Linked DNA regions of Mus musculus: regions 1, 2 and 3 are each linked to region 4. A link is a contact called in public HiChIP or PLAC-seq data. All regions are on one chromosome and are shown on one strand. Each heading gives the region's core, a stretch centred on a gene start, on an enhancer-like site or on the middle of the called end of the contact. The rest is flanking DNA. Distances are from core to core; before and after follow the strand shown. Region 1 overlaps Mgat5 (mannoside acetylglucosaminyltransferase 5). Region 2 overlaps Mgat5 (mannoside acetylglucosaminyltransferase 5). Region 3 overlaps Mgat5 (mannoside acetylglucosaminyltransferase 5). Region 4 overlaps Mgat5 (mannoside acetylglucosaminyltransferase 5).

Evidence for each region. HiChIP or PLAC-seq counts read pairs in DNA pulled down with a chosen protein or histone mark.
Region 1: a RAD21 HiChIP or PLAC-seq map of pro-B cells shows a contact between it and region 4, with 4 times the contacts expected there. The contact joins two enhancer-like sites. A contact is called at or near these places in 1 of 39 promoter capture datasets (pre-B cells), 2 of 15 datasets of contacts at CTCF or cohesin (CD8 T cells and pro-B cells), 4 of 484 Hi-C or Micro-C datasets (B cells, the N1E-115 cell line, embryonic stem cells and 1 more), 3 of 115 datasets of contacts at active chromatin or transcription factors (CD8 T cells, Th17 cells and fibro-adipogenic progenitors) and 1 of 9 other capture datasets (adipose tissue).
Region 2: a contact with region 4 is called in a BATF HiChIP or PLAC-seq map of CD8 T cells, with 21 read pairs. The contact joins two enhancer-like sites. A contact is called at or near these places in 1 of 15 datasets of contacts at CTCF or cohesin (CD8 T cells), 32 of 484 Hi-C or Micro-C datasets (the 63-12 cell line, B cells, CD4 T cells and 22 more), 7 of 115 datasets of contacts at active chromatin or transcription factors (CD8 T cells, the HPC-7 cell line, double positive thymocytes and 4 more) and 3 of 9 other capture datasets (adipose tissue, liver and pancreatic islet).
Region 3: a RAD21 HiChIP or PLAC-seq map of pro-B cells shows a contact between it and region 4, with 3 times the contacts expected there. The contact joins two enhancer-like sites. A contact is called at or near these places in 1 of 15 datasets of contacts at CTCF or cohesin (pro-B cells), 6 of 484 Hi-C or Micro-C datasets (the 63-12 cell line, B cells, embryonic stem cells and 2 more), 3 of 115 datasets of contacts at active chromatin or transcription factors (double positive thymocytes, embryonic stem cells and large pre-B cells) and 2 of 9 other capture datasets (adipose tissue and pancreatic islet).

Annotation. Positions count from the first base shown.
Region 1 is chr1:127,377,831-127,384,147 of GRCm38.p6, reverse strand. Mgat5 (mannoside acetylglucosaminyltransferase 5) reads right to left here. Exons shown (of 18, transcript NM_145128.3): 7 at 1,156-1,227. Among named protein-coding and RNA genes, the nearest start is that of Gm23734, 5.9 kb to the right of the region's middle. Within about 2 kb of position 2,882, at least 56 of the 459 cell types and tissues checked have an H3K27ac peak or open chromatin away from gene starts, as enhancers often do. A contact at or near this core is called in pro-B cells, where this site is marked.
Region 2 is chr1:127,221,663-127,227,632 of GRCm38.p6, reverse strand. All of the region lies in intron 1 of Mgat5 (mannoside acetylglucosaminyltransferase 5), which reads right to left. Among named protein-coding and RNA genes, the nearest start is that of Mgat5, 20 kb to the right of the region's middle. Within about 2 kb of position 1,747, at least 31 of the 459 cell types and tissues checked have an H3K27ac peak or open chromatin away from gene starts, as enhancers often do. A contact at or near this core is called in CD8 T cells, Th2 cells and regulatory T cells, where this site is marked.
Region 3 is chr1:127,396,716-127,403,294 of GRCm38.p6, reverse strand. Mgat5 (mannoside acetylglucosaminyltransferase 5) reads right to left here. Exons shown (of 18, transcript NM_145128.3): 11 at 5,655-5,788. The region is part of intron 5 of Gm51746 (a long non-coding RNA gene); the gene reads left to right. Among named protein-coding and RNA genes, the nearest start is that of Gm23734, 25 kb to the right of the region's middle. Within about 2 kb of position 2,409, at least 24 of the 459 cell types and tissues checked have an H3K27ac peak or open chromatin away from gene starts, as enhancers often do. A contact at or near this core is called in pro-B cells, where this site is marked.
Region 4 is chr1:127,303,773-127,310,347 of GRCm38.p6, reverse strand. Mgat5 (mannoside acetylglucosaminyltransferase 5) reads right to left here. Exons shown (of 18, transcript NM_145128.3): 3 at 3,332-3,714. The coding sequence starts at 3,572. Among named protein-coding and RNA genes, the nearest start is that of Gm51747, 6.8 kb to the right of the region's middle. Within about 2 kb of position 4,492, at least 56 of the 459 cell types and tissues checked have an H3K27ac peak or open chromatin away from gene starts, as enhancers often do. A contact at or near this core is called in CD8 T cells, Th2 cells, pro-B cells and 1 more, where this site is marked.

The DNA of each region.
Region 1 (6,317 bases), core at 1,633-4,132, 75 kb before region 4:
CCTTTGCTCCAGAATAAGATGAGAAATGAATGATCATTGTCTAATCTTCATTGCCTCTCTTTGTGAACCATGTGGGTCCTCAGGAACCAAACTTTGGTCTGTAGGCTTGGCAGCAGGTGCCTTTACTTGCTGAGCCAATCTCACTAGTCCTATTATTTTGCACATGATGGGGTCTCTGGTAGCCCAAGATGGCCTTGAACTCTCTTATGTAGCCAAGGATGACCATGACTTCTAATTCTCCTGCCTCCACCTCCCAAACACTGGGATTAGCGGCATGGCCCACCATGTCCAGTGTCCACCGTGTTGCAGACTGAACGCAGGGCTTCTGACATGCTAGGTATGCACTCTACCCCTATTGGCCCCTTTATAGGAAGTGCCTGCTTTGGGTTAATTAGAGAGGAGACTCGGTGGTTAAGGGTGCTGCCTGCTCTGGCAGGAGAGTGGTGTGCAGCTCCCAGCACCTATGTGCATCTGTGATTTGATGCTCTCCTCATGCCTCTGTGGGCCCCGACACATACATGGTGTACATAAACCCATGCAGAAAAGAACATATGCATGCAAATCAAAACATTAAAAAAATAACGAAGGATTTGCTGACCTATAGTCTAAAGAAAATGCCCCAGCTTTCAAGATAGCATCGAAAGGTCTCTGGAGTCCCCTCCTATTTTCCTAATTGTATCTTCAAACCTCTGACCCTGCCCACCCAACCTTGCAGTATGATATGAAAGACGGACTCCCCATGGAGACATGCCTCTCTCCCAATGGCACAGAGAACACGACTTGTCCTTTTAAATTCAGCTCATCATCTTCTCTATGGAATCTCCCTTGACCTCCGCAGCTGAGACCATCCTTCCTCATTAATCTTCCTTAGCAGGCGCTAGAGCCTAGTGACAGGCCTGGTCATTATTTACCGCCAGCCCCCTCATTAGATCACCCAAGGCCTCCACATCTGGCACTGAAGCCCATTCCTCTCTGTGGCCCCATTCATTAGGGACCTTCAGAGAATTGCTCAATAAATAAATCTACGTTAACCGGTGTATGATTTGGCCAGCTAGACTTGAGATTTCAGCTGGCACTTCCAAAAGGTGCTGTGTGTATCTCACTTAACATCAGACCTAAACGCACAAGTGGAAGAAGAGTTCCAAAGTCATTTACCAATGAGTTATGATCAGCTTCTTCATAGGGATTTTTTGCTCTCCAAGGTAAACGAGGACACCAATTTTCAACCTGAAAGAGATAAATCAGAAACACTAAGTATATTGGTTCATCTTTCAGTGGACACAAACGGCTAAGAAGAGGGCTGAGAACCACTTCCAACGCACAAGGAACATGGTGTTTATACGGGATATTATTATCCAGATAGGAACCAAACTCCTGCCAGATGTAGGTGCCCTCTAAGGTGCAGAAACCTTCAGCCAAGGTCTTAAGAACCTGTTCTATGTTACAGGGAGTGACTTCTTCCTCAACTAATCCCTACTCTTCCATAAGAGGGAAGAAGTGTCCTCTGTCAAGAGGTTAAAAGATTTGAACACTTATGCAGGGGCATGGCAGTGTGAAGGAGTCACCGTGTACCCTTCAGCAAGTGGACACAGATGATTTGTGATCAGCTCAGGTGTGTCTAAAGGGAACAGATGGCATTCAGGCCAAAAAAAATTATTCTCTGCTTTGAGGATCAGGAATGCAAACCATAGTTTAATGCTAATTAGTCAAGGTTTGTTTTCTGGGTATTTGCCTGACACTGCCTCAAGAAATAAGATGGGTAATGCAGGACTGGTGGCTCACACTGGTCATGCCAGTACCCAGGTTGTGACAGCAGGTAGATCAGATGTTCTAGGCTATATAACAAGTTCTAGGCCAGCTTGAACTACAAGAGACCCTGTCTCTAACAACAGCAAAATAGAAATGGATTACATATCTATTCAGTGATCTTACAAGAGTTCTTCCACAGAAGGGTCTGTCTGCACACAAGCTGTGTCCAACCTTCTAACATTAAGGCAACTACAAAGTACACACACACACACACACACACACTCCATAATGCTTTAAGCAAGTCTATAATTTTGTGTGAGCTTGCATTCACAGTTCTCTTGAGCATCTGTGGCTTACAGGCACAGGCTGAACACACCTGACTGTTGGGGGGAGGAAGAAAGGAAGGAGGAGAAAGACTGGGCTTATATATATTTCTTCAAGAAAAGCTACCAGAGATTAATAATTGATTAATTAATAATAGTTGATTAATAATTATTGATTAGCAATTAGCAATTATTAAGCAATCATTGTTAGGAAGGAGCTCAAGGCATGGCTCAGATGTTAAGAGAGACTGAAGAACTCACAAAGGACACAGCTCAGTTCTCCCATCACCCACATGGGGCAGCTCACAACTACCTGGAACCCCTGCTCCAGGGGATCTGACCCCTTCTTCTGGCTTCCAAGGGAGCTGATCTCACATGCAAAATTAAAATAAAAAATTCTAGGAAAGGAAAAACAAGAAATCCATTGGGTGACTCTGACATTTGGCCTCTTTATCTAAAATAGCTACAAAATCTCAGTGCTGGCATGGTTATCCCTTTATTAACTCATACAACATCACTAAGGATGGCTCAAGAACTGGCACCAGAAATCACTGTTCTTCAGTTAGGGCGGCAGGTAAGATTTTACAGAGGAGCATCGTTTAGGAAGTCACTGACTCAGGGGAACTGTAGTCTTTTGGGTTGGCAGATCAATCAGAAAAAAAAGAAAATCTGTCTTTCAGGTTTGGGTAGGTTTTCAAAGAAACATGTCAGTTTCAGTAATCTAGAAGTTACTCATAATGCGAGGTGGTATTTACTGTGACCGAAAATAACTGGCCATATTTGCATAAAGCCATCTGCTGTTGGTGAGAAAGCAGCTGAGCTCAGGGCAGCAAGGCTTCAGGGGTGGCAGGGAAAGTGCAAGATTCCCCCTTCTTGTGGAGTAAAATTAGACTTGGGTGACTGTTTGTGAGTGACCGCGCTTACTCAGAAACTCTCCCCCTGGGGAAAGTGCAATGCCTTCACTCATAAAAAGAGAGAATACTAAGCTGCCTGAGGCCCACGGCTTAAATCACCGTGGACCTTCACCAGGGTGACTACGAAAGGCACCAGACACAGCTCCACCGCTCAGGAAAAGGGAGCAGAAGAGCAGCCTGACTAAGCCCAGCGTTTCAGCCAGTCCCAGGGACGCCACACACATCCGTGCTTCCTGCTCTTGGGCCAGACTGATTCACTTGGCACCAATTCAGTTTTAGTAAATGGACTCAATAAAACATCCCTACGAAGCAGATTTATAATACAAAAGCTTCAGATGGGTCCTGGGCTTGACTGCTAGACCTTCAGCCATGCATGTAAGTGTTATGTATGTACACACACACACACACACACACACACAGCATGATGTCAAGAACCCTTACAAATAAATACACAACTAAGTTCATTTTTAAAAATTACTTTTATCCTCACCCACTTGAATTGTCTTTGTTATGTGATATATGTATGTTTCCCTGTTTGTGTGTCTGTATATGTAGATGTGTGCACATGTGCATGCATGCAGATGATAGAAGTTGATGTTGGATGTTTTCCTCCATTACTCTTCATCCTCTCTCTCTCTCTCTCTCTCTCTCTCTCTCTCTCTCTCTCTCTCCCTCTCTCTCTCTCCTTCCCTCCCTCCCCCTCCCTCCCCCTCCCCCCTTTTCTTTCTGTAAGTGAACCTGGGGCTCATTCATTCAGCCGGGCAGCAAGCTCTAGGGAGCCACCTGTTTTGCCTGCCCTGCTCTAGCGCTGCAGGTGCAGGCCCTGGAGTCAGCGGCTTATGTAGGTGCTGGAGAGCCCAGCTCAGATCCTCCTGTGTGAGCAGCAGATGCCTGACTGACAGGACATCTCCACAGTCCCTGGATAAGTGAAGCCTATATAGGAACCTGTCAGGATAAGAAAAAAATATCTCCCCATGAAGAATATAATAGGAAAAGATGAAGCAAGACGAGGAATAAAGAAAACCACCACCAACTGTGGTGTGCCCGGATATGGCTAATGCCCTCCCTCACATCCCTCCACCCTCAGGTCTCACTCTGATGAAAACATAGTCAGTCCAAGGTGATTTAGAATAGGACTTCACTTGAGAACTCTCAAGGCTGTAATTCCTTTTGTGAGCTGACCGTTTTTCTTAGTTCTTCTTTCTCTAAATCACTAGCTACTCCTTTGCTGCCTCCAAGGACATCTCTGCAAATATGGAAAATAGAGTGGTCCAATTGAGCTTTTAGGCAGAAATTTCAGCTCTGCATGAGATTGGAATGGTGGAAAAATAGATAAAGACCTTAACCCACAAAGGGAGAGTGGGCTGAGGTTGTTTTCCACCGCAAGGATGGGATAACTAGTTGATGGAATAATTAAATTATATGTAAACCAATTATCCTGTGGGAATAAGAGGGAAAACAAAAAAAATTTTTTTTTCCTTTCCCTGGAACCTCAGAGGATTACCAGGATTGGAGGAAGGCCAGAGCTGGTAATAACTCAAGAAATGAGCAAACTGTCTTCCACAGGGCAACACTTTCCTAAATAAAAGCACCACAATGAACATGCAGGGAAACTGCTTGTAGCTGACAACTCTACCTCCTGATACGTAACTACAGTTTCTATCTGATGCATCCAGTGTCACTTAATGAGCTTGGCCCACCAGTGTAACAGCCTATCAATGAAGCTGACCCCAGGAGGAGCCCACTCCCTGACTCATAGGAGTTGCGTTGACAGGAACTGTTCGGAAGAGCTCCTCTCAGGCTGGCTCCCAGAGTCCCTGGTTCCTATGGCTGCCTCCAGACATCTCCACCATGGCTGCCTCGGCCACACATCTCAGTTGTGGCTTTTCACTGCATGTGGCCCTCAGTGCAGAGGCCACTGCAGCTCATTCTCCTTTACCTCTCCAATCTTACAGGCACACAGTCCTCTCAGAAGCAACAACTCATCAAAGGCAGCCTGGAGTTTACCACGGTAAACAATTGGAAACAGGATTTGGGAGACAGCTCGGTGGCTAAAAAGCTTTGCTACTCATGGGTGAGGTCCTGAGTTTGATCCCTGGAGCTCATGTTACGTATCCCGGTGTGTCAGTCAGTATGTGCCTGTGACATCAGTGCAGAGAAGGTACCGACAGGAGGCATCCTAGCCAGTCTAGCTGAATCAGCAAGCTCTAGTTTCAGCGAGAAATCCCGTCCCAAAAACTAAGGTGGAGAGTGACAGGAACATGCCACCTCCTGGCTCACAACTCAGACAGGTACACACTCACAAACAGGTGCACACAACGCAAGATGGAAAACCGTCTGAACTCATGGTAACACATCCGGGACTCGATAAGGCAGTAGCAGCTCTTAGATCACGTTCAAGCTGAAGGCAAACTCTTTAGACACAAACTAATCTCTTCAGTGCACTAGCCACAGGCTGCAAGATGAAGAGGCGGCAGAGCAAGACAGAGAAGCCTTGCTGGCCCGGAACCTCGGAACACTAATGGATATTCAGAGGACAGGGCTCTATACATCGCTTTCTTTAGAGATGAGACATAAAATAAAACAATTTTGACATACCTCCTGGTGATTTAGACCTCTGTGAACTGAATAGGTTTTTTCGGTTTTGTCAGGAGGCTGGTGAATCAAAACAGTATGAGTTCCTAAAAGTTCTAACTGGGTCAGGCTGGTTTTTTTTTTCAAGATCCACAGTATCGAAGAGTCGTTGCACTCAAGGAAAAAGAAGCTGCTGACAGATGCCCAGAGGGCTGGAGGGAGGTGAAAGGAGGAAGCAGGACGCTGTCAACACTAACAGGAGAGGCTGGGAAGGTGCAACCTGCAGTCCTTAAGGGCCTGCTCTCTCTGGGCCAGTGCTCGTTTCTATGGACAGAGCCTCAGTTTTGGTCTCCTCTCTTGCTAATGTAGACGAGGCTGTTTTATCCTAGTGTATGGCTGACACCAGGCAGGATCTCATGCTACCCTTTCCAGGTAACACACACGATCAGAACCAACCACCAGGCATAGTAGCAGACATAGTTAATCCCAGTGCTCTGGAGGCAGAAGCAGGTTGATCTCTGAGTTCTGGGCTAGCCTGGTCAACACAGTGAGTTCTAGGATAGCCCAAGCTGTATAACCTTGCTTCAAAAAAAAAAAATCTAAACAACAAACAAACAAAATTTCTGCCCCTAAAACTAAATGCCCAAGAAAAGAGAAACTCTCTGTCTCTGTGTGTTGGGAAGTTGGAGTATTTGTTTTCTCCCTTTTGTTAATCTGCATATTATAATGAAGATATACATGTGTTCATGTGTGTGTA
Region 2 (5,970 bases), core at 498-2,997, 80 kb after region 4:
GAAGTAAATTCACTGGTCCTGAGAAGACAGTTGAGTGAATAAAGCACTGCCACACATGTGTGAGGACTTGAGTTTGCATCAGCAGCACGAACATGAAGCCTGGAGCTATGTGTGAATCTGTGATCCCAGCTCCAGTGACAGAACGGAAGGCAGAGGACAGAGGAAGGCCTGGAGGCTTGTGGGACAGCTGTCCTGGAGAATGGAGTGGCGAATGAGAGAATACTGCAAGCAAGGTCAAAGGTCAAAGGAGCGAGCTGACTGATTCCCCATGGGTTACCTTGCTTTCAGGAGTGTACCTGCCTTCACACACATGAACACATACAAGACTAAAAAAAAAAAAAAATCACTCTTTAATCAATGTATCTGCTGAATGTCTTGCTTTCTCAAGCCAATGAGGGCTAGGTATATAGAGCTCCTGACAGACGTGAGCTGCTCAGTGAAAGAACCTTAGATACTCCTCACATGAGACACTAACCTAACGGGGAGAGTAGGGAGATATCTCAGCCAGGAAATGTCTTGCCACGCAAACACAAAAACCTGAGTTGGAGCCTCAGAGTCCACAACCAAAGAAACCAGAGCTAATGACATGGGTCTGCAATCCCAGGACTGGGGAAGTAGAGACAGGGGGATCCTTGGGACTCAGCAGTCAGACTAGCCGGCTGGGTGAGCTCTGGGTTCAGTGAGTGAACTTGTCTCACAAGTATGAACTGCATAGTGCCTGAGGAACGGTGATCAAGGTCGGACTCTGGGCCCCACAAAGTGCACACACCTGCACAATACCTGTACCCAAATACACAAATGAATGTGCATACACACACACACACACACACAAAATCAGGCTCATGGGGACTTGCAGGCATATACATGAACCTGTCAATCAATAAAAGAATCCTCCCTTAACAGCAACACTTAAGTAACACTGTTACATAACAGATAAACGTGCTAAATACACACATGTTCTCTTTATGTCTGAAATACATGGTAAAAATAATTCAATAATAACAACAACAACAATAATAAATGCGACCATTCCTTCCAGAAGAGAGCGAGCTTATACTCAACGAGAATTCCATTGGTAACTAAACCCATAGGACTACGAAGGGGAAATGTGTGACTATTCAACCCCAATATTTTTTGAAATACTGAGAAACTGGGTCTGGGGATGTGGCTCAGTTGGTAGAGTGCTTGCCTTGCATGCAGAGTCCTGGGTTTAGTCTCCAGCACTGCGTAAACCAGGCATGGTGGTGCAAAGCTGTAACTGCAGCCCTCAGGAGGTAGAAGCAGGAGGATCAGGAGTTCAAAGTCATCCTCCCTTATGCAGTGAGTTCAAGACCAGCCTGCACAGCATGAGACCAGAGGCAATGGGGAGCAAGGGGAAGGCGAGAAGGCACAAGCTTGATAACCTGAGTTATTAAGTTATCAGTACCAGGAACCAAGTCTCAGCGGTTGTTCTTGGACCTCCGTATGCATACCACGGCACTCAGTCATAAAGAAAAATTTAAGGAAAAAAAAACTGCTATTGCTATAACCATTAAATGTGGCTGCTTGGGGTATCAGTGTTAGGCGCATGAAGATCATTCCTTACCAAACTCTAAATACCAGCTTAGAAGCTGAGGAGTTAAAGATGCTCATGGCTCAGCAATGGCTCTGTGTCTAATGAACAGCAAACAGCATTGGGCTGTAGCAAAGTCACTTCCTACTGAGAGAAGTATCTAGAACAGCTCAGGAAGATCTCCTGTGGCAAAGAGAAGTTTCTAAATGACACACTCCTAGAAATCCACTTATCGTGAAAACCCAGCACCTCAGAGGCTGGACTCAGTTGGTGGCTAACTGGCAACCAGGAGGAAACATTTCCCTGGAGCTCTGTGTGGACCTACACCCAAGTTCTCACTCATGGGATATGGCCTTGCCCCTAAGCCTTGTGGTTAAAAGAAAAGTGCTCTGTTCTCCATAGTCATTTTTGAAACAAGTCTTGGGCAACAAGGTATGTATTTGGTTTTTTGTTTTTAAATTCTTTAACCATTTCCTAATGTATATAATGCATTTTTAATCTCCCTCAATGAAGTATTTCATAAAGGGGTGTGTGTGTGTGTGTGTGTGTGTTGCTAATTCCATTAACATTGAGACAAAGGATGTGTGGAAAAGGGGTTAACCTGAATATAGGGATTTACCCTATACAAAGTCTGAGTATTCCTCACTAAAATCGGAAGCAGACAGTCACAATTCTGTTGAGGAGTCAGAAAACCTACATGTTTTCATTTTAAAATCACCATGTATCCGGTGCAAGTTGTTCAAGCCTGGCAGGAGAAATGTTCTGGGAAACTTCCTCCTCACATGATGGAACCGTCAGCATGGGTTCCGTTCAACTCCTTGAGCAAGTGGAACTGACCTCACACCCACTCCAGGCCTTTCGCTGATAGCTCTGAGTAGGACTGAGAGGGCCAAATCCCAGTGACAGGGAACAGTTGGCTGGGCAGTGTCTATGCCCATAAAATTCTCTAGGATTTCTCCAGTAGGCCTCTGATGGACTTAAAAGTAGACTGACCCCTCAGTAGAGGATTTTTCCCCCCTGTGGTAGAGTCTCAATGTGTATCAATGTCCTTGAACTCTATGTAGCTGAGGGTGACACAGATCTCCTGATCCTAGTGTCTCCACCTCCCGAAAGCTGAGACTGTATACGTGTACAAGTATTCTATTAGCTTTAACTGTGAGCATGACAGTACCTAAACTCATCTGAGAAAGGAGTCTCAAATGAGGGATTACCAAGACCTGATTGATCTGTGGACATGTCTCTGGAGGACCATCATAGTTGTTAACTGATACAGGAGGGCCTAGCTCGCTGTGGGCGGTACCATTCACTAGGCAGGAAGTCTTAGGCCATAGAAGAAAGACAGCCAAGCGTGGGCCTAAACAAGTCAGCAAGCAACATTCCTCCATGGTTTCAGCTCCAATTTCCTGCTTGAGCTCTTACCAAGACTTCTCTCAAGGATGAACTGTGACTTTTAGGATAAAATAAACCCTTTCTTCTCCTACGTTGCTATTGGTTATTGTGTTGGTCACAGAGGGAAACTAGAAGAGCCAGCACTGCCCAGGCTATAGAGTGCTAGGGATCGAGCCCAGAGCTCTGCACACATGCTAGGCAAGTTCCCTAGCAAATACTGAGTTTCATCCCCAGCCCCCACAGAAGGACCTTTCAAAACACACGAAATCTATAGGATGCAAGATTGATTTACCGAGAGTAAATCAATTACACTCGGTTACTAAAATATTTTTCATCTCTTTTTTTTTTTATCTTCCCCAGTATTTGGGATCTAATCCAGAGCCTCACACATGCCAGGGAAGCACTCTACCAATTGAGCTGTATTCCCCAGCTAAAATCTGCTTTTAATTGTGATAAAGAGGTACACATGCTTGTTTATTAACACATCCAGTCACACTGGTGAGCAGCAGGCCCAACAGGACTAAGATCGCTGCTTACTTACTGAAAATATTGGCTATCTGCGGCTGACAAAGTTGCAAACGGCACTTACACTACTGTAGTTTTGCAGGTCGATGTACAAAGAGTGAAGGAATCTGAGCGGGGACCGGGGCTCAGCTGGCAAAAACAGTCACCTAGCAAGCACTAACTAGGCCCTGGGGTTCTATGCCAGCACCCGTCCACCGAGAATGGCAGTACATGCAGTTATCCTGCCGTTCCTGTTGTGGAGTAAAAGGATCAGAAGTTTAAGGTCATCCTTAACTACGTAGAGAGGAGGCTAGCCTGGGCTATCAGAGACCCTGTCTCAAAAAAGCAAAACCAAAAGTGAAGAAATTGCTAAATTCTAGCCTGAGGTTGGTAAACACGAAGATGGGAACATTTTCCCATGGGGTCTTCAGAGGCCTTGCAGAATGGCCAGCAGCAGTTGATGTTCAACTCACGTGACCATCTGACTCCCGATCTGCTTCACCTTGCCAGGCCCCCAACGCTCTGTGTGCTAGAAGCTCGGTTCCCGGTACAGTGGTGGGGAGTTACAGAATCTTCACAATATAAGGTCTAGCTGGAGATATAAGAGTCATGGGGGCTCCATCTTCAGGGAAGACTAATGCTGTGCCTCGGGAGTAGGTTAGGCCTCACAGAACTGGGGTAGGTCCCACAGAACGGATTGGTGTGAATGTGGCTTTCTTACCTCAGCCTTTTTTTTTTTATACATGCTGATATAGTCCAGACTGGCCATGAACTTGGTATGTATGTAGCCTTAGCAATGCTCAAGAGAGGGACTAGGGAACTAGCTCCGAAGGTAAAGTGACCACAGTTCAGTCCTTGGAGCCCCTGTGAAGAACCAGGTGTGATGCTCTGTAGTGTAATCCCAGTGCAATCCTCTCTGTGAGGGGAGAGGTGGGAGAGGCAGGAAAGTCACCCAGGAGGTCTCAGGCTAGCTCTACTGGAGTAAGCAGAGTGGCCGAAACGAGAGAGGCCCTGCTTTAAGAGTAGGAATGAGACTCCCTGACCTATCAACACATGCTGTACACATACATGCACACGTGCACGCGCACGCATGCACACACACACACACACACACACACACACACTATTTAAAAAATAAAATACTCAGGCAGACGTCCTCTAACGTCAAAGAGTCCAACCGCCCCTCTCCTCTCAGCTATTCATGCTGTAGTTTTAGTTCGTTTCTTCTGACTCGAGTCTCAACAATACATAGACAGATCAGTGGCCATGTTTTGCCTGGCATTTCAAATTCTAAAGAGCTATCTTGGCCAGAGCATTCTGAAGTCCTTCCTGTCTCAGCTTCTGCCCATCCATCCCTTAGCCATGGGACATAAATAACAGAACCATCTTGAAAAAGACAGGCAGCAAAGAATTGTGGCCTTTAGGGGCCCAATAAGGTCTGAACGGAGACTGTTACCTGCCGCCCCAAAATAAATTTTAACTGCAAAAGTTCCTGATTAATGTCTCCAGATGGTATTATGCTCTGCAACAATACCACCCTCATTTAGAAACATAGTTGCCAGAGAGGTACTTGTAAGTCAGGATTGCAATTCCTCTAACTCTTCCCCTAATGGACTCTATTACATCACACAGACATACACAGACACAGACACACACACAGATCGAGGGGGGGTGGAGCGAGCGAGTGCTTGGCTGGAATCTAATGAATAAATAACCAGCACTTGAACAGAATTGTGTCCAATTCGTCTCCACTAAAATTAAAAGGTGGAAGCTTACGGTAGTTCTACAGTGAAACACTTCTGGAAATATTTGAGAGTTCCCCAGCACCCTAACAGACACATCAGGAAGTAGATAAAGTTAACTGTTGGGTCTAAGTACACTGAAATGAGGTAGCCTGAAGGATGGGTTCTCACATCTGCCTAATTTGGACGCTGTTCTTTGCTGAACAGTATCAGGAGAACTTGTGGTCACTTAAGCAGTGTCCCGTCCTAATAAGAACTGCTGGTTATGAAATCATCTCTAAGAGTAGGAAATTTTTCTCTTTTAAGGGCCTCAAGCAAACAATTCAGGCCTTGCAGACCAGTTCAGCTCCATCAGGTTGCTGACCTCCTCCACTGCTGGGTAAAAACAGCCAGACAGAACCCATGGGAGAGGTCATGGTTTGGTCAACATTACTAAAACCCTGTATTAACAACAACAAAACTTTATTAACAAAATGGATAGCACATGAACAAATGAGAGAAGCTACATCCCCCCCCCCCCAACAAATTTTAACAAAATGGAACCAGTGGGCTTGGCCACTTTCCAGTAAAACATTATTAACAAAATGACCAGCACATAAACAAATGTGTGCAGTCATTTTCCAATAAAGCATTATTAGTACGGCTGGAGCAAAGGCTCAGTGGGTAAGAGGGTATATTACTCTTCATAGGATCTGGATTTGGTTATAGCACCCACATCTGGTGGCTAGCAACTCCTACAACTCTAGACCCACGGAGCCCAACAACTTCTTTTAGCCTCTAAGG
Region 3 (6,579 bases), core at 1,160-3,659, 95 kb before region 4:
CAAAGGCAATGTGATTCATGAAGTAGAAAAAATTGTAAGGGGAGGCTGAGAACATGGGTTATCGATAAAGGTCATAACACAAGGACCAGAATGCCAGTCCCAGGATGGAAACAGAAAATGGAGAGACCACTCCCCTGCCTGGATGAATAAGGTAGAGAGCACTGAGGAGGACTCCTGATGTTAAATCTTCAGCTAGTTGGGTGGAGGCACAAATCTCTCAAGGATCCAACACTTGGGAGGCTGAGGCAGGTGAATCTCTGAGTTTGAGGCCAGCCTTGTCTACAGAGTTCCAGGACAGCCAGGGCTACACAGAGAAACCCTGTCTTGAAAAACAAACAAACAAACAAACAAACAACACACAAATCTTTGGCCTCCACATGCTTGTCCATACACACACACACACACACACACACACACACACACACACACACACACACCAAATACATATGTAGGCAAAAAATAATGAAATGCAAAATTTTAGTATGTATAACTAAAAATATAAAAATGTTCATGAGAAAAAAAAACATGGTGATGAATTTAGTGTCAATTCTGTTGCTGCAATCAAATATGCTGGCCAGAGCCACACAGGGGAGGAGAGGGTTTGCCTGGCTCACAGCTCCAGGTTACAGTTCCATCTCTCCAGGAGGATCAGGAGTTCAAGGTCATCCTTGGCTACACAGTGAGCTCAAAGCCAGCCTGGAATACATGAGAGCCTATTTAAAAAAATAATTAAAAGGGAAAAAAAAATACCCCGACACATTTTGGCATTTCTCTTCTCTGTTCAAAGAAAGAGTCTTCAAATGTAGATCACCAGACAAGCCATAGCTGCCCAACACGCTGGTCTTGTCACATAGGGAGAAAGGGACCCTCTTGACCAGGGGATTGGAGGTCACTAAGGGCTGAGACTGGAGAGTAAGGTACAGACATGGCTTTCTATTGCCAAGTCCCCAGCCCTGGCATGCCTTGACATGATGAATGCCTCACAGTGCCTCATTTCCCAGCTTATTTCCATATTTCCTGTGTTGGAGAGAGCCCTGTCTGTGCAAAGTTCTCCATCAACTTGTTACCTCATGGGTTTCACCGCGGTGGCCGACGATCACAGGATCTGAGTTCTCATTAAGAGTTTGAGGATGCTCATTCCCTAATCCGTCATTCTGCCTGAATTTGCAGCGCTGTTTCCCCATTATGAACAGTTTCTTATCATCAACCATTTGATTATCTTCAAACATAATTTGTGCTAGGAAGGCAGGAAGATCAAAGCTGGGCTCTTCCCCCTTTATTATTCAGTAGGATGAGATGGTATCCTAGCAACTTGCAAAGGTGACCCACTACATCTTGCTTGGCATATCATCACATCACTCAGAACTCATCAACTGCTTTTTTCTTTTTCCCTTTTAAGACAGGGTCACATGTATCTCATGCTAATCTTGAACTTGCCAAGTAGCCAAGTAATTGTGACCATTTCATCCTCCTGCCTCCACCTCCTGAGCGCTGAGATTACCGTGTGCAGCACCACACCCTGTTAATGTGGCCCTGGGATGGAACCCAGGGCTTTGTGCATGTTGGGTGAGCACTCTCCTGACTGAGCTGCATGCCCAGCCCCACAGACTGTTTTTCATTCATTTGACTTGAGCCCACTGTAGCCAGTGTTCTTTTGATGCTGGTTGAGAATCCACTGAACTCCTGATACCACCCCTGTGGTCCTTCCTGTCTCCCTTGCCTTCCCTACTTCACATCAGCAATCTGACTTTCTCTAGAAGGAGGTTCTTTAATATGGAAAATGATGTTTGGGAAACCCTGGTCTGAAGGCTTGCATTCTTATGACCCTCATCAGGCTGGCTGAACTTTTGGTCCTTTTCAAAGCACAGAGTTGAAAACATTTGTGTGTGATGGGGTGTGGTGGATGGTGGTGGTGTATAAGTGTGCGTGCGTGTGTGCAGGCGTGTGTGTGTGTGTGTGTGAGAAGTAGGTTATGTATGGAAGTCAGAAGATGACTTTGGATGCCATTCCTTGGGTACCATCTACCTGGTTTTCTGGAGACAGGGTGTCTTCATCAACCTGAAGCTGAGCAGACTGGCCAATAAACCCGAAGGATTCCCCTTTCTCTGCCTCCTTCCCTCCCCCAGTGCGGGGACTCCAGGCTTGTACCAACATGCCTGGCTTTTTACTTGAGTTACTGGGATCAAACTCAGGTCCTCGGGCTTGCATGGTGAATCCTTTACCCATGGAGCCATCCCCAGGCCAATATTTCATTTTTATGACTTCACTAATACCCTCTTCAGCCCGAAGATCACCCGAGGTCTCCACATCAACGCCGTAAATATGCCTTTCTTGTGTACAGATCTCTTGGCTCCTTTGCATCCCTCTGACAGTCTCAAATAACCATGTAAACATTCTCCTCTGCACTGTTTGCTCTCAGGGTTTCGGGTGGTTGGCAATGTTCTGCTCTGTGGGTTCTTTTCTTAAAAGGCATTCAACTGTGTCAACTCTCCCCCCCACCTCCCCCGTCTCAGTTGAAACCAGGAACTGTATCCTTCTTCCAGGTTAAGAGAAAGTATTCTCTGTTTCTGGCTTTCACTACACTTTAAACAGAGAACTTCTTTCACTTGAAGGAAAGCCTTCATCCACATAATCCCAGCAGGTTTGCATGGGGCTGCGTCCCACTCTTCAAGTCGGAGAAAACTCCATCTCTGCTCTGGGGCAGAGCACAAGGTGACTGCCATCGTGTCCCTGAAAGTTTATGCAAGCTCAAGTTTTACCCCCTGGTCCTGACATAGGTCCCTGCTTAGTTGATTGGCTGGCACTTCTTTCCATATTCAGGATTTCATAGCAAAGTCAAACCCCAGGCAGACTTTAATCATGCCTTGCCATGCTGACAGCCATCTGTTACCTGGTGTGCCAAATATTAGTTTGTTCCCTGAACTGTGCCCCTGGGACAGGTGGCAATAACAGGACAATATAACTCCAAAAATGATAATGTCTATCATACATACAGCATACTCTCGCCAAACTCTCTGGGCTCAAAAGAACAATTAGACTGGCAACTCTCTTCCCCACCCCCTCTCTTTGTCCCTCCTTGCCACTGTCTCTCTCTTTCTGTCTCCCTTTGTCTCTTTCTCTGTCTCTGTCTAACTCTCTCTTTGTCAGATTTTGTGTGTACGTGTGTGTGTGTGTGTGTGTGTGTGTGTGTGTGTGTGTGTGTGTGTACCCATGCACAAAGAGGTCAGGGGATAATGTCGGGCATCACTCCTTAGGCACCATCAACTTTTTAAAGACTGAGTGGGCTAGGCTGACTGGCTAGTGATCTTCCAGCATTCACCCATCTCTCCTCCTCCCCAGCGCTGGGATTACAACTACACACCATCACACCTAACCTTTCCCAGGAGTCGTAGGGATCCAACTCAGACCTTCTCAAGCACTCTAGCAACGGAGGTTTCTCCCCAGTCCATAAACATGAGTTGATTTTTAAAATGGCCACCTTGCCAGCTGGATATCCTTTTTAATTCTTTTTTTCCCCAGACCTAATTCCCAAGGACTAGTCTAACATGTTCACTGAGATATGTAGGGAACCCAACAATGGGTCACCTCTGGGCAGCTATGTAAGGAATTGAAGGACAGCCAGGAAAGGGAAAAATAGCTTAAGCATTTATAGGGCCTTGGCTCAAACAATTAAGACTGACATTTCAGAAATTTGTTTTAGCATGGAAACATCTAGATGATGTCATACTGATAACTTTGGAAAGGGAGAGCTCTCTATCCTTAGCCTTCAAATCAATGGTTTTATTCACTAATTCTTACATTTCAACAATAGAGCCTTCCTGTGCCATGGGGACTTAATCATAACTTACTAGCACAAACACTGTCTAGTATAGTACTTGGGTACTTGGTTTTACAATCTATGGCTAATTAGAAATAAAGCAAAAGTAGGGAAATGGAGAGCAACAGCAGGAAACAGAGGTGACAGGAAATGGCTCTCATGGAGACCTCTCCGAGCCCAGCAGCAGTGCCAGGGAGTGCATCGGTCCAAACACAATCTGTAACACCCATCCATTATGTCGATGGATGATCACAGACTGTCCCAGAGAGAGGTTGGCTCTGGAAGCAAGGTAGTAATCTCCCCCTTCAGACCCAAACATGTCTAAGAAGAAGCTGGCCCTGTGACCCTATGGCAGAGAAAGGAGACTGGCAAGACAACCTGGTATCATGCCTCGAGGAGAGCCAGAGTGGGAGCCCTTTCCAGTCAAGGCTACTGTCTATTCTGTGCATAAAAATGTCTCAGGTGGGAACTGGCAGCTGTGAGGTAACTGTGTTGAGGCTCTTGGTCAAGGCCCCCGCAGAATCGTTTCTTCCTCAGCCAATTTCTATGGGGTGCTGAAGACCCAATTCGATGACCACACCCGCTTGTTCTATCAGGTTACTGCAGTTGTCTACTGGATACTGTGTAAGTCTCCAAGTTGATGTTTTACAATCTACCTGCCTTTTGGTTTTTTTTTTTTTTTTTTAAACTTTTGCTTGCTACATGCTCAATAAAGTCACTCATTTGAAACTAACACTATAGCTACTGTAAGTCATTCTCTGGACCACACAGAAAAAGCCTTCACTGCACACGCTTATTAAATGCCACACAAACACCAGCAAGGGCGGCAAAGTAGTCTGAGCTCAGTAGCTAGGCAGCCAGCAAAACATGAGACTGTATTTAAAATAGTCCTCATTCAGAAAAGGCATGCGCGTGTGTGCTATGCATGTATATTCCCACATGTGGGTATATGTATGCATCTGTGCAGGTAGAGGCGAGAGGTTTATGTCATGTATCTCGTTCAGTGGTTCTCCACTTTGTATGCTCAGGCAGCCTATCACTTGAACCAGAACACACTGGTTTGTTGACTCTGGCAGTGCCATCTCCACCCACTTGGCTGGGGGTGGGGGTGGAGGGGAGAGGAAGGGTGGGGGATGGGGCTGGAACTGCGGGCACACCACTATTCTTCCTTGGCATTTCTACATGTTCTGGAGATCAGAACTCACAGGGCAAGTGCCAAGCCATCTCCCCAGCTCTGAGATTACCTTTTCTTTTAAAAGTTTCCTGCTCAGTCAGGCAGTGGTGGCTCACACCTTTAATCCTAGTACTCGGGAGACAGAGGCAGACAGATCTCTGTGAGTTTGAGGACAGCCTGGTCTATAGATTGAGTTCCAGGACAGCCAGGGCTACACAGAAAATCCTGTCTCAAAAAAAAAAAAAATGCTCATGCTCAAATGATTACGATTGAACTGTGTGGAAAGAGCGGGTTGACATGGAAGACCTTATTCCTTTCCCGGACGTAACGTCCCCTTAGCAACATGGATACGATGCTGGGATATGCTTAGTAACTGCTCATTTGGAGGTGATCTGCAGCCTTTCCCATGTGGCTTCTACTGGTAACTTGTACTGAACACTCTTCTCTAGGACATTTCTAAATCTCTTCACAAAAAGTTTATGAGGGCTTTCAATTCCAATTACTGAAAAAAAAAAAGTATTCCCAAGGAAAAATTTCAAAGGCACATACTTTTTCAGATAAGGGTTCTGAGACTCGCAAGCCCAGATAAATGATTATCTAATTAACCTTTGCGCCTGCCTCCGGTAGCTTTCTGAAAGGCAGGGTCCACCCAGGAATACTCACGGAACATGGTGTAAAACTGCTGCGGGTTCAGATTCCACTTTCCCCAGGGGGTCTTGTGGCCTTTTGACTGGGCATAGCTCGCATGATTGAACTCAGGTTCTGTTCCAAAGGAGTCTAGCACCCGGAGCATGCACCTGCAAGGAGAGCACTGCGTGTCACACTATAACCCCGATGGTGTAGCGCGAGAGACAAAAGCAAACGGACAAACACTTCAAAGTAGAATTGCCACCGGGAAGCAGCTTAGGTCTTGTTTTCTTACTTGCTCATTTTGCAATTGGGTTTATGGTTCTGGGAGTTAAACCCAGCTCCGCCTGCCAGCTAACTAAACTCTCTCCTTCTAAGCTACACCCCTGACCAGGTGGTTTTGGAGTCTTAACCACGGTAAGCAGCCACACCTACAAAGAGGGTGTCAGGCATCCAGGCAGGCAGAACGGGCTAGCCACTGAAGGCGGCCCAAATACCAGTGAAAAAAGGTCCAGGGATGCTGGAGGGGGCCTGCAGGACTCATTGCAGTGACCTTAGCACCCGGTAGGGCTGGGTACACAGTGACTAATGAGCATAATGACAGAAAGGAAGCACCATTGTCTCTACAGATCTTATTCTGCTTAGGGCACAGGGCATGCGGCAGGGCTTTTAGCCTCTGTCAACCTTCCCACCAATTATTTGACGTTAGATCATGCCTGTGCCACAGATACAGGTATCTCTTCATACTGGAAAGGCACTCCTCTCACTGGTATACTGATGTCATTTGAAGGCAGGGTTTGGGGGGATAATTAGTGATAGATGTGGGCCCACGATGCCACTAGTGGCTTATGAGGAGATAACTAGTGACCCAAGGCAGAACTTTGCACAGTAGGATATGTGCCTTCCCTGGATGGGGGCCACTCCGTCTTGAAGTTTTCAGCTTCTAACAGTGAGCAATAAA
Region 4 (6,575 bases), core at 3,243-5,742:
ATCCCTCTCCCTTCTCCCCTCCCTCTTCTCTCGAGCAGGTGGTCCTAAACTGTATAATTAAGCCACCTAAGCAGAAGTCCACGAGGGAACCACATCAAGTCAGGGAGTGACCAAGCAAGCAGTGTTCTTTCATGGTTCCTTCACCCAGGTTCCTGCCTCCACTTTCCTCAACGATAGACTGGACTCTGAGCTGGAAGTGTAAGTCAAATAAATTCTTCCCTTCCCTAAGCTGCCTTCGGTCAGAGTGCAACTTATGACCAAAACAGCAACAGAAGAAAATTAAAATACCATGTAAGTAAAGTTGTACCGAAGTAGATTTATCTAACCTAAATCAGCAACAGAACCAGGAAACCCTGTCTCAGTAGACCGCACCATAGGATGGTCCCAAATACCTCAAACACACACATTCTAGTAAGTTCTAGAAACTCAGCTCCAAAAACCACTCGGCTAGGCTCTGTCCTGTGACGACAAGCACACGGTGGGAATTCCAACACAAGACTGAGACAGGTGTGTGTGTGTGTGTGTGTGTGTGTGTGTGTGTGTGTACACCTGCATGTGCACACCTATGTGCATGTGGAGAAAGCCAGAGAATACCCTCAACTGTCATTCTTCAAACACCATCCACCTTGTTTGTTTTTGGTTGACAAAGGGTCGCCCACTGATCTAGAGCTCAGGAAGTATGCTTAGTCAGCCAGCCAGTGCCTCCCGAGTGCTGGGATTATAACAAGCACACCAACTATGCTTGGATTTTTTTTAACATGGTTTCTGGGGGTTGAAAACAGGTCCTCAGGCCCTTTTGTAATCAATTTCCTGGTTTCCCTTTATATTACATATCCCACCACACACACACACACACACACACACACACACACACACACTCGCTCGTTTCTCTGGAATACGTTATTTAGCAACACATGATAAAGACAACTGGTAAAACCACAAGTCTATAAATACATAACGTGTTGGTCTTGCCTATGAAAAAAGTTTGATAAACTGTATTTAGAGGAAACACCTGCTAAGTTGCTGTCCTTCCTGACGAACGTAATTAATGTAGAATTAAAACCTTTAAGACAGCATCTACCACAGGGTCACATCACACTTATTCAACACTAACATTTCGTGCTATTCTGTTCTCTCTGGTGGTAACTGATCTCTGAGACCGATAGACCGTATAGGTCAAGTCAATGAGTCATTTGTCTTGTGTACCTAGTGTTGGGTACCTAGTGTTGGTGGTTGGACAGTGGCACACAAAACAGAGCTTCATGGCTTTAATACATTACATTTAAAAAGGCATTTTATTCAGACGTGTGAAAAGCCAGTGCCTAGTAACACTGACTTTTTACACGGCTGCTGGGGAATCAAACTCAGGTCCTCGGGGTTGCTTGGCAAGCCCTTTACCAACTGAGCCATCCCCCACATTACTGCTGATAAATGTTGAAGAGATACATCAAAAGCAGACAGTGTGACCTAAGGATTCATGTCCTAAGAACTGAGAAAGAACATCGGAGTCCCCGAGCTGTAGCGCCCGTCTCTTCATAGACACATACACTTTAGAGCCAAGTTTCTGCGGCACATATGAGTCCCTGTGTCTGTACTCCAGCTGCGCAAACTAAGCCTACAGTTTCATGTGTTCTAACTGAGGGCATATTTTTGACTAGGCTGCAAAGCAGAGCACTAGCTCTCCTACACCATCCCAGCATGCCATCTACAGCAAACACTAGACCCACTGAAGACTGGGTTTGATGGCTCCATTTCCCCTTTGACAACTAACAAGAGCTCACCCCCTAGAAAACCAGGTCATTCGGAACCCTCTGTGACCACAGCACATCCTGGAAGCAGAATCTCTACGACGCTATGGCCCGAATTCCACTTGCGATGTTTATTTTAAGTGTCAGTATGTGCACTCTGGCACCGTCTGGGTCATGCGAGATGGCTCAGTGAGTACAGGCACTTGCCATGCAAGCCAGACCAGAGTTCCATCCCTGTGTGGTGGAAAGAGGGAACCAGCTCCTAAAGGCTGCCCTCTGGGCTCCACTGTGTGCAGTGGTGCATGCACACAGAAACATGAATGGAAATGCACAGATGACAACAATAATAATAATAATGAATAAGACAGAAAAAAATCTATTGCAAAGTTATACACTAAATGCTAATTGTGTATATTGCTCAGAGGACACTTTTATGTGATTTTTCTCTTTTGTTTTCCTGCCTTCAATTTTTTTCTAAATTAAGCATAGCTCTTACTAAAAAAGGAAGATAAATTTCACATACATCATTTTATATATATCTAAAGTTATATGTGTGTGTGTGTGTGTGTGTGTGTGTGTGTGTGTTTGTGTGTGTATAGTGCCTCATATAGCCAGGCCAACATCAAACATCCTAGGTAGATGAGGATGGCCCTGAACATCTGATCTTCCTGCCAATAGCACCACCATGCTGGGGTTTCAGGCATGTGCCGCCATGCCCAGATCCAACCAAGCATGCCAGGCAAGCTAAGCACTATTTCCAGCCCTCGTGTGTTATTTTCAAAAACACGAGGTTCCTGAAATGAGCAATGAGTTGAGCACAGTTAAAGACAAAAGCAATAAAGTCTGGAAAATCAAACATTAATGGTTCGGGGCAGTTCATTAGCTCAACACTGACCTTAACGGCATCCGAGACATCCTCCTCCCCACTGGAGCTAATTACATTTTGTTTAAGGACAGATAATGAAAATGTTTGTTTGCACTCTCTGAACACACTCCTGTGAGCAGAACCTAGAAATAAGTTGACAGAGTGGGGACTGGCTATAAATGCAAGCCAGAGAGAGCTCTGGTGCTCTGAGTGGCAGGTCTGGGGTGTCTGTGTATATAGGAGTCCCACAAAGGGTACAGCTTTACCTTTCTAGAAATACAGCTATGGGCTGGGGAGTTGGCTCTGTGGGTTAAAGGGCTTGTTGGACAAGTGTAAGGACCTGAGTTCAGATCCACTGAATCCATATCGAGCCAAACACGGCAGCCTGCATATAGAATCCCAGTGTGCCTGTACAGAGATGGAAGGCAGGGACAAGATAATCCCTCAGAAGTTGAGGAGGCAGCTAGCCTGGCATGCAGCTGCCAACAAGAGATTCTGCTGCAGGCAAGGTAAAAATGTAAGGACTCACAGCTGAGGTTATCCACTGATTTCTGGCCCAGGCTCACCCACAGTCACATATAGAAATACACATATGAAAATGTTAACATACAAAACGAACCGCAACCACTGCCCAGGAAAACATAGCAAAGCCCACATGTGGGAACTTCTGGGGCATGCTCAGTGGGGGCACCTCATCCCTCCACGTCCCCTCACTCACCATAGGCTGTCATGACACCAGCGTAGGGGCCATCCACCACGTCCCTGTTCTCCTCTGCCAGTGCCTTAATGTACCTCTTGCTGAGGTCAAGGATCTGCTCCCGTAACATGGAGCTGCTCTCGGGCTGAGTCCGCTGCTGGATGGTGAAGTGCAGAAGCATCATGCCCCAGATGAAGCCGAAAGTCACCAGGAAAAAGCCCAGCTTCTGAGAGGACAACTTCCAGGGAGAAAAGAAAGCCATCTCTCTCTAGCAATGTACCATTCCCTTGGCTCTCAACAAGCAGAAGGGGAAGGCAAGTTCATGGTGCAGGTTGGGGCGGAGAGTGCGTGGCTCTCACTCCGGCTCCTGAGTCAGCTGGTTTCCTTGCTGGGCTTCCATTCTGCTGTGGAGGAGGAGGAGGAGGATGACAGTTAGCAACGTGGGTCGAAACAAAACACAACCATCAGGATCTGTAATTGTACTGAGGTAGCTCCCCAAGCTCGGGCGTGGCTTAATGTGCTGAGTCAACACTTTTTTTTTTTTTTTTTGGCTGAGAGTCAGGACCTGGGAGCCCAGATGAGAAGTCTGGTACAGCAACAGAAAGCCGTACAAATCCACTGAGGGAAGCACGCATCTGAGCGTGTGGACACAGGCGTTCGAGGGCTGGTCCGCTTCTAGACCTAGTTCAAAACGAGAACCTTGTTTTGCAAGGTACAGAGGAGGTAGAAGGATATGTCACCAAATGTCAGCAAAAAATACCGTCTGTGTGTGTGTGTGTGTGTGTGTGTGTGTGTGTGTGGTGGGGCGGGTGGTGGGCAGAGTCCTGTGACAACTTGGTACTTAATGCTTGTGTACCTTGAGCTTAGGAAGTCATTATTACGTGCTTGAAGCAAAGTTTGTACGTGCAGCTTCAGAGGTGTTCAAGAAAGAGGATGTGCCGTCAGAGAGTGTTAAGGATACAGGGGATGGTCCTGTGTTATTTAAGCACGGCTGGACTTCACCATCCTTGTTTCAGGCTAAATTACTCTGGCAGGTGCCATTCCCAAGCACCGAGGTAGAAACAGGCCAGAGGCACAGCTGGTATCCTTTCATTCTAGCTTTTTGTTGGAGGTGTCTGAGCTCAAAACCAGAGCGCACTTTCAGTATCTGTTCTACCACCAAGTTTCACCCCCACCACCCAGGTCCTTGCCTTAGCTATCTGGAGTAAAAGCTGCACCCCACAGGCTCGCCTGCCTGCTGCACAGGGAGCCCAAGGCACTGAGTGCCTGCTTCTCTGTGGTTTTCACTTTCACTGAGAGAGGAAAAATGAAAAGTTCCAGGGCAGAGTTTCAATATGAAGGTGCAACACCTGATAGCAGCAGACAGGCCCAGGGTTCCCTATATTGGGGCTTCTTAGCAAGGAGGGCCTGAGGAGAAGTTGCAGATGGGCTGATGAAGTATGCCCAGAGCAAATCAATGACCAGGCCTGGGGATATAGCTCAGTCAGTATAATACTTCCTAGCATGTGTAAAGGCCCGGAATGCCCATTAGTAGGTGGAGGCAGGAGGATCAGGAATTCAAGGTTCTCCTTGGTTACATGGGGAATTCAGGCAGAATAGCTTACAAGTGATCCTGTCCCTGCTCCCCGCCCCCACCCCCTCCCCCCACCGCCCCCCAAAAGGGAAATCTGCCAGATGCCTCAGTGGGTAAAGACTTTATGTTCTGTGCAAGAATAGGACCAGACATGTACAGCTGGGTAGGCAAACCACCTATACCCCAGCACTTTGGAGACCGAGAAAGGCGATCCCTAAGCACGCTGGTTAGCGAAGATTAAACAAATTGGCAGGCTCTGAGTTCAACTGAGAGACTCTGCCACAATAAATCTAGTGTAGGATGACGGCAAGCTTGGGTCTTCACATGCATACTGTGTGCTGTACACATTTAAACCCGTATGCCCTACCCACACAGGACACACACATACAAAATAAGTAGAAAGAAAGAAAAAAAGAAACAAAGAAATAAACAAAGACAGAAGGAAATTAAGTAAAACAGGCAGACAGTGACAAAAACTCGTCTGATAGCCTCTTCTGACCTCCAAGGGTACCAGGTATACACATACGATACACAGACAAACACACAGGCAAAACACCCATACCCATTAAAAACTCTGATGGCTACATGGCCATGTCTTGGAGGAACGGTGGCACTGTATTGAGGCCTTCCAAATGGTGGCCGACAGAATGGGATCCTCCATCATTCCTTTCTCCATGTGGTTTGAAAGTACACACACATTCTTAGTACTTGCTGCCTCCCCCTCCCCGCGCCCTGGGGACTAAGCGTGAACAAGATGGAGCTCCCTGCCTCATGAGGCTAATACTTTGAAAACCACTCCCCCAGTATATGAACGAACATTTCCTTCTAGATAACCTACCCTTATATTCACCTCAGATCTGAGGGGACTTTTCCAAGCCATGTTATTTGGGTGCCATACCCAAGAGGGGGCCTTCTGGTAATTTTCTTTGACTATTTTAGGACATATCTTGAACTGATGACACAGTTACCTCTAACCTTGCAGACAGGAAGTCCCACCCACTCTCCTTTCTCACTTGAGCCTACTGGAGAGGTTGATGAAGGCCTTAACAGGGTTTAAGTCACAGGAAAGGCAAGAGCAAGAACTACAGCAAAGCCTAGGGCTCTGACAGAAGGTCGAAGGCTTCTGACCTTTTGCTTTGGAAAGATCAGAACCACCAGGATGTTATGTTCTGGGGGTTAAATGAACACGTATGCCCTACATGCACATGACACACGCATACATAGTAAGTAGAAACAAAGAAAGAAAGAAACAAAAAGAGACAGAAGAAAAGACTACGACAGCCTAGTTGAAATTATTCTGGCTCAGTGAGAGGCTTCTTTTCACTGTCAACACACTGGCCCCTGGCCCTCGAGAGCATGGTCAAAGCTAGAGATATTTATTCATCCCGCAGTGAAGTCAGCACCAGCCCAGAGTCCCACGGTCAACACTTCACACCACAGAGTGCAAGATGTACAATCACCCAGGAGCTGGGCCTCCGGAGGATTATCTCACACAGTGATCAATGTGAGAAGATGCTTCTTAACTATGGGTGAAACCTCAACTGTATAAAATGGAGGAAATGAGCTGGCATCCATTGCTCTCTGCCCCTAACTGTGGGTGGGACTGTGACTGGCTGCTTTAGGTTTCTGACACCCTGACCTCCCCAACATGACAGATGGTGAGCCAGGCTTTGTCCAGGAAAAGAATCAAGA